Regions from separate parts of the Mus musculus genome. Here all the other regions are linked to region 2. Evidence: chromatin contacts called from public HiChIP or PLAC-seq data. All regions are on one chromosome and are shown on one strand. Each heading gives the region's core, a stretch centred on a gene start, on an enhancer-like site or on the middle of the called end of the contact. The rest is flanking DNA. Distances are from core to core; before and after follow the strand shown. Region 1 has its middle 24 kb from the start of Gm51648. Region 2 has its middle 4.0 kb from the start of Gm32039. Region 3 holds the start of Etnk2 (ethanolamine kinase 2).

The links. HiChIP or PLAC-seq counts read pairs in DNA pulled down with a chosen protein or histone mark.
Region 1: a contact with region 2 is called in an H3K27ac HiChIP or PLAC-seq map of embryonic stem cells, with 6 times the contacts expected there. The contact joins two enhancer-like sites. A contact is called at or near these places in 1 of 39 promoter capture datasets (hippocampal neurons), 1 of 484 Hi-C or Micro-C datasets (pro-B cells), 3 of 115 datasets of contacts at active chromatin or transcription factors (embryonic stem cells and neural tube) and 1 of 9 other capture datasets (embryonic trunk).
Region 3: a contact with region 2 is called in an H3K27ac HiChIP or PLAC-seq map of epiblast stem cells, with 4 times the contacts expected there. The contact joins the promoter of Etnk2 here to the enhancer-like site in region 2. A contact is called at or near these places in 3 of 39 promoter capture datasets (the HPC-7 cell line, liver and pre-B cells) and 3 of 115 datasets of contacts at active chromatin or transcription factors (epiblast stem cells, extraembryonic endoderm stem cells and stem cell-derived neural progenitor cells).

What each region holds. Positions count from the first base shown.
Region 1 is chr1:133,188,984-133,191,855 of GRCm38.p6, reverse strand. It overlaps a transcript of Plekha6 not described here. Among named protein-coding and RNA genes, the nearest start is that of Gm51648, 24 kb to the left of the region's middle. RefSeq lists an enhancer at 2,363-2,872. Within about 2 kb of position 1,290, at least 24 of the 459 cell types and tissues checked have an H3K27ac peak or open chromatin away from gene starts, as enhancers often do. A contact at or near this core is called in embryonic stem cells, where this site is marked.
Region 2 is chr1:134,097,717-134,100,685 of GRCm38.p6, reverse strand. No RefSeq gene overlaps it. Among named protein-coding and RNA genes, the nearest start is that of Gm32039, 4.0 kb to the right of the region's middle. Within about 2 kb of position 1,280, at least 401 of the 459 cell types and tissues checked have an H3K27ac peak or open chromatin away from gene starts, as enhancers often do. A contact at or near this core is called in embryonic stem cells, epiblast stem cells, extraembryonic endoderm stem cells and 1 more, where this site is marked.
Region 3 is chr1:133,362,012-133,364,865 of GRCm38.p6, reverse strand. It overlaps Etnk2 (ethanolamine kinase 2), which reads right to left and starts at 1,294. Exons shown (of 8, transcript NM_175443.5): 1 at 848-1,294. The coding sequence starts at 1,102.

The sequences.
Region 1 (2,872 bases), core at 41-2,540, 910 kb after region 2:
TTCTCCTCACTCTGCCACAATCCTGTAACTACCAGATCTTGTTACCAGAAACCCACCATGTCCAGTCTCATTCACCCAGCAAGAGGTACACCTGCTTGAACTATCCACCACCAGGTAACTGACCCGATGGGTCGAAAAGGGACCGAGAGGCAGAAATCTCAACTCTAATACCCACACCAAATAGATATCCCCCACGTTCTCGTTTTTTACAGTTGGAAGGACAGCCATTGTGGTAATTAAGATTGTCAGCTTGATTAGATTAAGAAACACCCAAGAGATTAGCACACCTCTGAGTATATCCATGAGGGTATTTCTAGAAAGGATGTACTAAGGGGGCTAGAGATGGAACTCAGTCAGTACAGTGCTCATAACATATGCAGAGCCCTGGGTTCGATTCCCAGCACCATAAATCAGGTGTGGTGGTGCAAATTAATAATTCCAAAACTCCGGAAGTTCAGGAAGGAGTGTCAGAAATTCAAGGATGACCCTCAGCTATGTATGAAGTTCCAGGCCAGCCTGGGATACTGAAGCCCTGGTTTTGTTTGTTGTTGTTGCTGTTGTTTTCTTAAGGGAGGCAGATAAGAAGGAAGGAAGGATTAATGAACCGGGAAAGAACCGTATGAAAGTAAGGGGTTCCATCTCACAGATCGGATGGAATTAAGAGTAGAAAACAAGAACCTGGCATGGTGGCTCACACCTGTTACATGACCTGCCTGAAGTGCTTGAAACCCTAGCAATAAAAAAAAAAAAAAAAAAGAAAAGAAAAAGAAAAGGGGGGGGGAGAAAATAGTCTAGAAGAGCAGACATTCTCTCTCCCTCTCCCTCCCTTCCTCCCTCCTTCTCCTGCTGCTCCCTCCTTCCCACCAGGCTTGGTTTTGTCACACCCTCCCTATCAAGATGAAGTTGAAACCTTGAGACAAAATAAAGTGACTCTCTCCAAAGTTGTTTGCACCAAGTATTCTATCCTTACGACACAAAGTCCAGAACACCATTCAAATCTGTCGCCTGTAGATGCTGAGCGCATTCACAGCAGGCCCTTGCCCCACCCAACCTCATCTGGGCCACAAGGCTATCGGTTGGAGCCATAAAGGGAATACACCCAAACCGTAAGATGTGTGGGCTGCAAACACCTGGCCCACTCTGTTTACAAAGGGCAAAGTTCCCGTGGAAAGGGAGGGCTCGCCCCACCCATTCTTTGAGTGCCACCCACAACCTAAGAGGAAAGCAGGTCAGAGAGACTGAGAAACAGGCCGAGTTCACAAAGCTCACAGTTCAAAACGGAGGCCAGCAGTATGAGTTTCTCCACGTGCTTCTAAATCCTTCAGATGAATATGGCCAGCATTCTGCCTACGTATTCCAGAGCCCCATCCCTCCAGCCCCTGCTAACTTCAACCTCTAGGTTCTGAGATCTCCCATAGAACCTGGCTCGTGGTGGATCCCACACACTTGGGCTTCTTACTGGTCAGCACCGTCATGGCATTGTACAAAAGAGCGAGAAAACGACAGGATGTTTACTCCGAGGCCTGGTGGAAGCCTTTTCTGTCAGAAATGTCTCCCAAAAGCTGGACACCCATAGGCATGGTGCCAAAAACTCAACAGAGAATCTGTGTTCCATTACATTCAACTGAACCTAGCAAGCAAAAGACATTCTGGATAAGATTGGGTGGGGCAAGGGTCTGGATGGATGTTTACTGCACAAGGCTAGCCCTCCTACTCACCTTCCCCACCTGACTCCCCTCACACAAGACCCAGATTCCTTCAGCTTCCTCTTTCTGTATCATTCCTAAACCCACCCCTTCACACCCCAAGACAATAGACGAAAAGCACCCCAGTTCTGGATGCACTCCAGGTCCTCTCTCTGTATCTATCACTGGGTGTGGTGGTTTACAACTTTAATCTCAGCACTTAAGAGGCAGAGACAAGCCAGTCTGTGAGTTCAAGGCCAACCTGGGCTGCGCTGTGAGACCCCATTTCAAAAAAGAAGAGAAGAGAAGAGAAGAGAAGAGAAGAGAAGAGAAGAGAAGAGAAGAGAAGAGAAGAGAAGAGAAGAGAAGGGAGGGAAGGAGGGAGAGGGGAGGGAGGGAATAGCTCAGGATGACAGACTCAGTACATTTGGTAGTTTGAATGAAAATGGCCTCCATAGGCTCTTAGGGTGTGGCACTGTTAGGAGGTGTGGCCTTGGTGGAAGTGTGTCACTGTGGGAGGGTTTTGAGGTTTCAAATGTTCAAGCCAAGCCCAGTGTCACTCTCTCTTCCTGTTGCCTGCTGATCCAGAGGTAGAACTCTCAGCTCCTTCTTCAGCACCATATTTGCCTGCATGCTGCCATGCTTCCTACCATGATGATAATGAACTAAACCTCTGAACTGTAAGCCTGCCCCAATCAAATGTTTTCCTTTTTAAGAGTTGCTGTGGTGGTCGGGCAGTGATGACGTATGCCTTTAATCCCAGCACTTGGGAGGCAGAGGCAGGTGGATTTCTGAGTTGGAGGCCAGACTGATCTACAGAGTGAGTTCCAGGACAGAGAAACCCTGTCTCGATAAAGAAAAAGAAGAAGAAAAGAAAAGGGAGAAGGAGAAGGAGACGAGGACGAGGAGGAGGAAGAGAAGGAGGAGTTACTATGGTCATGGTGTCTCTTCACAGCAATAGAAACCTAACAAAGACAATAGACAAAGAATAGACTGTGAACCTGAGCAATATACCTGTTGAGGTCCCAAGTTGGGGACATGCCTCTGTGACCGTAGCAGATAGAGTGACCGCTGACCCTTGGTTAACCTCACAGATAGGAGCCGCAAGGTCCGGACAGGCAATACTCGGTGTGGAACGTAAGAGAGAGCCTGGGGTTCCTTGCAGCCTCTCTGTGTTTCTCAAACTC
Region 2 (2,969 bases), core at 31-2,530:
CACGGGCCTGAGTGCTGAGCTACTCACTCACAGAATGTGTGGAGCCTAGGTGAGGCTCTCTCTTCATCCAGCAATGCCCCCCCCCCCAATTTAAAGTAGCCACGACTCTGCAGCTCTCTCTCACCAGGAGGTTTACCTGAGCTGCCCTGCCAAACCTCCTCTGCTCTAGATCCTAAGGACCCAGTGGTCAGCACCATCATGGTAGTATTTGGTGGCTAGCCAGGCCACTGTGTTGCTCATGAGCCGTTCACAGGTGTCCTTGCGTTCTCAGGAAGCCCACCTGTTTGCTGATGGAATAAAGCCTCGTCTTTAGTTTCCTAGGTCAGCGCCTAAGCCTGGACATTTCTCGATGAGTCTTTGTGACCTTTAGAGAAAACCCACGGGGCACAGCTGTCCGTGTTCAGGTCTGGGATCATGCTAGGGCCTAGAAGGGCTCGCGTGACAGGGTTCCTTTAAAGTTCCTTTACCCTGGATGGAGGATGAGAAACCATACAGCAACAGGCATTTGTAGCAGTTAATATTTATTGAGGTTTTACTCCATGCTGGTCCAAGCATTCCACATGAGTTAGCTCACTGAATATTCACGGGTCACTGGGGCAAGGACTACTATTATACATACCACATGCAGCCCACGGGCCTGCGCTGTGTGGGAGAGGTGGTGATGGAGCAGGTGTTGGGTGAACAGGCATGAGACAAGATGATGAGCAAAGGGGACAGAGTGGCCTAAGAGACCCAGGGATATTCAAGAAGAGCATGTGCCCACAGTCCTGACACCTCAGCGTCAGACTTTCCCGGGACTTAGGAATGTCTGTTGGGATTTTCCAGTCTCTAGTCCAACCTCCCCAAACACAACATAGCAAAAGGCCAGGTGTTAGGAATGGTCTGTCCAGTGTGCTGGCCAGTTTTGATCCATTCAGCCAGACTTCTCCACCGTCTGAATTGGAGTGAAAAAGCTTAAATCACCTGACCCATCACTTAGACTCGAGCTTCACGGGTGAACTGGGAGAGGCCCTCGGCCGTCTTTCATTTTAACCCTCATAAGAATGGCAGACAGCAGGGCAGGGTGATATCATTCTGACTTTCTTTCCTGCCGGTCTCCCCTTCCCAAGCCTCAGTCTCCCAGTTAGGAACTGCTCCTGCCAGCTTCCCTCCACAGGTCTCATCGGTGAGTGACAGTCAGTGGTCAGTGAGACACTTCGGCTGGAATGTTGATCTGTAAGCGGAGGAAACTGGTAGGACGGGAGAAAGTCCGGAGAAAGCCGCTAGAGAAACCTGAGCTGGAAGCCAATGAGCTGCCAGTATGGAGGCTGAGCCATTAGACGAGCAGCCAATGAGCTACCGGTATGGAGGCTGGGCCATTAGACAAGTTTTGTAAATAACATCCGGCTTGTGTTTAGAACCGTGATGTTCCATTCCCCAAATAGAACTTGACTCTCTGCGTAAGGCATTCCTCGGGGCCTTGGGGAGCTGCACTAGTCCCTCCCCTAGTTGCTCTGGAGTCAGGACCGGGAGCACAGAGCGGCCCAGCTCAGTCTGGCAGGTTAGTGTGGACTTGTAGTCATTCCATGCAACACTTTGATACTAGAGGCAAGCCAGATGGTGTCTCTTCTCCCAAATACAGGCAGATTTGGTTGCTGAGGGACACCAGAACAGGCTCAATGGACATCTATTTTTAAGTCCCTCCAGACTTCATCCATTACCTTGTGTCTTGGATTTCCCAGGAGGCCCCTGGCAGGGTGTGCACTGGGCACCTGGAATCGACTCCAAGGCAGAGCTGTTGACAGTGTGGTCAGACCCTGACCAAAGTGAGATAGGGCTTTCTGTCCCGTTTGCGTTGTTTCCTGGGCCACCCACACACTGTTTTTAACTCTAAGAACCCCTTCCTGCCCCGGGGAGCAGCAGGGTCACTCTGAGGAGTCTTCCATCTGTCTTCACCATCCCACACTACAGGTCCTTACACAGGAGTAATCTAAACGACTTGGAACTCCAGATAAGATCCTTGCTTCCATTAAACATTGACAAGACCCAGGCCTGGCAACTGAGAGTGCTTGTGTGCAGCGGAACTTCTGGGAGACCATGGCAGCTGGACTATTAAAAATGAATGGGCTCCGACGCCTCCCAGGTTCTGCCTCTCAATGTGGCAGTTCTCCAGTGGCTGGGAGGAGGAGCCAGGAGGGTTCAGAAAGGGCCAGCAGGACCTAGACCTCAAGCGACAGCAGTCTCGGGCATCTGCTCCCTTATATTCCGGCTGGAAAGTATACAGCCTCTCTGTCAGAAAGGAAAGCCTGACCTAGCCCTATAGCATGGCACTCTGAGCTGAAATTCAAAAGCTGCTTCTTGGGTACTCAAAAGGTTCATATAACCTGGTGTGTGGCAGCACTTGAAAGCTGAGGCAGGAGGATTGAGAGTTCAAGGCCAGTCTGGGCAGCATGGTCTGACTGCCTCAAGGAAGGAAGGACAGTGGGAGCAGCTTGTGGTGTTTGGAGCCTGCAGCCTCCGCGTTCAGGAAGCGGAGGTAGAAGTACTGCGCAAGGTTCAAACCCACAAGGAGTTACTGGGTTAAGTGTGAATTCCTGACCAGCCTAGGCTAGCCTGAGTCACAAATAAACAAACACAAACTTCAAAACCTGCCCTCCTCCCCCGAGATCTTGATTTTTATCAGTTGTTGGCCTGCGGGTCCTCTCTACTACTCTGTGGCCACTGCAGATTTCTCCAGTACCTGCCTAGTGTGTACTACTAGTTGTTTGGGGAGTGAGGAAAAAAACATAACAAAAGGCCTTTAATAGGATGTACACAAGGCCAGCCAAGCGAACGCAAGTGGCAGAGGATGGAGGGCGTTGGGAGCACAAGGTACAAAGAAAATTATCAAGCTATCTGGGTATCTTAACTCATGGTCAGCCAACAATCCCAGTTTACAGTGAGGGAGACCGGGGCCCAGCAAGATGGTGGCACAGCCAGGGAGTTCCAGA
Region 3 (2,854 bases), core at 45-2,544, 740 kb after region 2:
GCTGGGTTTAATCTCAAATATGGCTTGATGCCTTCACTGTCTGTTCCTGACCAGGTCTTCTGAAAATGTTACCACATTCAGCCCAGATTCTCCTTAGAGCTGCCCCTTCCATACTCAGAAGGCCAATGACATGGGGCCCGAACCCTCCAAAGCAGGCTGTCAGGGGTGTAGGGCTGGGTAGGTTTTTAAGAGAATGCAGGACAGCGAGGGAGGGAGTAAGCTAGGGGCTCGCAGTGGGCAGTTCTGCCCACAGGTGTGTGTGTGGGACAAAGTATTCAGCTGAGGTGGGAAGAAAATGGAGTGGGGGTCAAAAGGGGCGTTGCTCAGAGCTAGCCTGAGGCCACGTGAAGAAGGTCTCAGGGCTTAGCTGGAATTCTGAATTGCACAGGGCTGGCTCCTGGGGCCACAAGGAATGCTCAGATCCCCGAGGCTTGGATCTCAAGTTAGGGCGAAGGAACAGCATGGGTGTAGGGGGAGGTTTCCTTAAAAGTTCGTGCTTCCTCGGGTTGTCAGAGTGGCTGGGTAGCACTTCTGAGCAACTAGGGGACAAGCACGCAGCGACAGGGGGTGGGGCTGCACGCGCAGCACGCTGACAGTGGGCAGGTGGACCTCCGGCGGCAGGAGCAGGCGAATGGGGAGGGTCCAGGGAAGCGTGAGCCCAGCTTTGCATAGGGATCAAAGAGAAATGGAGAGTTACACACATATTCAAACCACGGTCCAAAACATCTCCTGCGCAACAGCCGCAAAACCCTGGAACCCGCACTTGGAGGATGCACTGACGGGCGTCCACGCAGCCCCTCTGCAGCCCGGCAGCGCCCCATCCCCGGCCTCACGCCCTCTCGGCTACCTTGGTCCGAACTTGTTCGGGCTTCCAGTGCGGCCGCAGCTCCCGAATGAGGCGCAGGGCACCGGGGAGGATGTCGTCCTGTTCCACCGTGACGCTGAAGCATGGGACGGCGGCCCTCGGGGGCCCTGGAGGCTCCCAGCAGCCGGCGCTGGCCACCGCCTTCTCCTCCATGCTCCATGAGCACTGCGGGCAAGGCTCCTGCCTCCGCAGGTAAAAGGGCGAGCACGGCACTGGAGCTGAAGGGGGCACAGCCATTCCCAGCAGCCCCACCCCCTCGGAGCCGCCGCGCCCGCGTTAGCCCCTACGGGGGGGCCCTGAGAGAGAGTGGGAGTGGTCGAGGAGGGGCCAGGGGAAGTCCATGACTCATGAGCGAGCTGCCTGTTCCAATCTCCGGCGATGCAACCGAGCAACACAGCTGGCCGGGAATCGCCAAGGTCCGCCGCGACAGTGACATCATGGGTCGCAGTAACGCCCCTTGCCCGCCCCGCCCCCGCCTCCGGGCGAGTGCAGCCCGCCATCTCCCGTTGCTGGCTCCACCGCTACCTGGAGCTCTGGGTGGGGGATGCCCCGCCTTAATGACGCAAAGGGCGGAGCCTCCCCAGGCCCCGCCCCAGATCCCTGCTCCAGTATCCTAGTACTGGTTGACCAGTTTCCCACTGGAGCCCACAGCTAAAGAGCTCTTTTCCGGGTAGTCTAGGGTAAGGGGCTGGGGCTAAGGAGGGAAGAGCTTGTCTTTGTCCCAACCTCATCCTGGAACGTGGAGATCGGATGCTCCTATAGTGTGGGCTTCGGCTTGCCATTAAATCTCTTGGGAAAGGTTGGGCTGCGTTTCTAAGGCCTTCTAGGCATCATTCAGCACCACACACACACACACACACACACACACACACCTTCGATGGAGAACAGCATGGTGATGGTTCAGGGTGAGTGTCCCATAGGCAGACTGGACTCTGATAGAATGTTCCAGGGTACTTTTATGAGTGTACAAGCACATTGTAAGCCAGGACTTTGAGCAAGACTGAGTTTGGCTCACTAAATAATCCTTAAGCCTTCCTCCCTGTCCTGCAAGGCTGACTGGGCATAGATAGTGGTCGCACAGGTGCCCGGAGCTCAGTGTTTTGTTGAGCAAAGAGGTGATCAAAGGCCATAGTACAACCTAGGGATCTATGTGTATGTAGCATGACAAGGGGAAGGGATAAGTCCCCTGGCAGACTTACTGTACAGAGAAGACACATGGAAAGAGGCCAGGCCAGCCCTTGGAAAGCCCGTCCCTTAGTCATATATTCCCCTGGTCACTTCCAGAGTGAGACCAGTTAGCTGCCAGCTCTCTAGCATAGAGAGACCTGGGCTTGCCTTGGGACCTCATTTCTTATCACCTCATACTGCCCTACTTGAAAAATGCCTACAAAATAGATGTGTTTCTGTGTCCCCAAGGTTGTCCCTCCGACCTACTCAGGAACATCTCCACCACGAGGCCTTTTGGTTCTTGCTGCTTTGCACCCAGGTCTTCTGGTCCAGTTTCTGTGCTGGTGCCTCTTGCAGGGGCCACTAGCCTCACGTGGCTACTCAGCCCTTGAAATGTGGCCAGTGTGACATTTTGTGTAACTTTAATCTTTATACGCATACAAACAACAGCATGCAGCCACTGTACTGGACATTGTAGCAGATGGTAGGGAGGGACCACCTACTTGAGGTCATGATGTCCCAGGATGCCAGAACTGGAAAGGACATTGCCTCCAGCTCTTTCTTTTGCAATAGGCAAAGCAAACCTTGCGGCACAAGGGAACACAATCAGTGGGAGTCCAGACTCGCTTTCTCAGCTCTGTGCCAGCACCCTGAAAGCAGCTCCCGCTATACAAATATCACCTCAGAGAAGCCCTGGGTCCTTAACCTTAGGAGAGTGAAATCCTACAGATACCAAGCGCTTGGTTGGGACACTCAGTACCTTGCTTTTGGGGGAGGAGGGGTCAAAGAGGGATGAGGGAATACAGGTTGATGCCTGCTTTC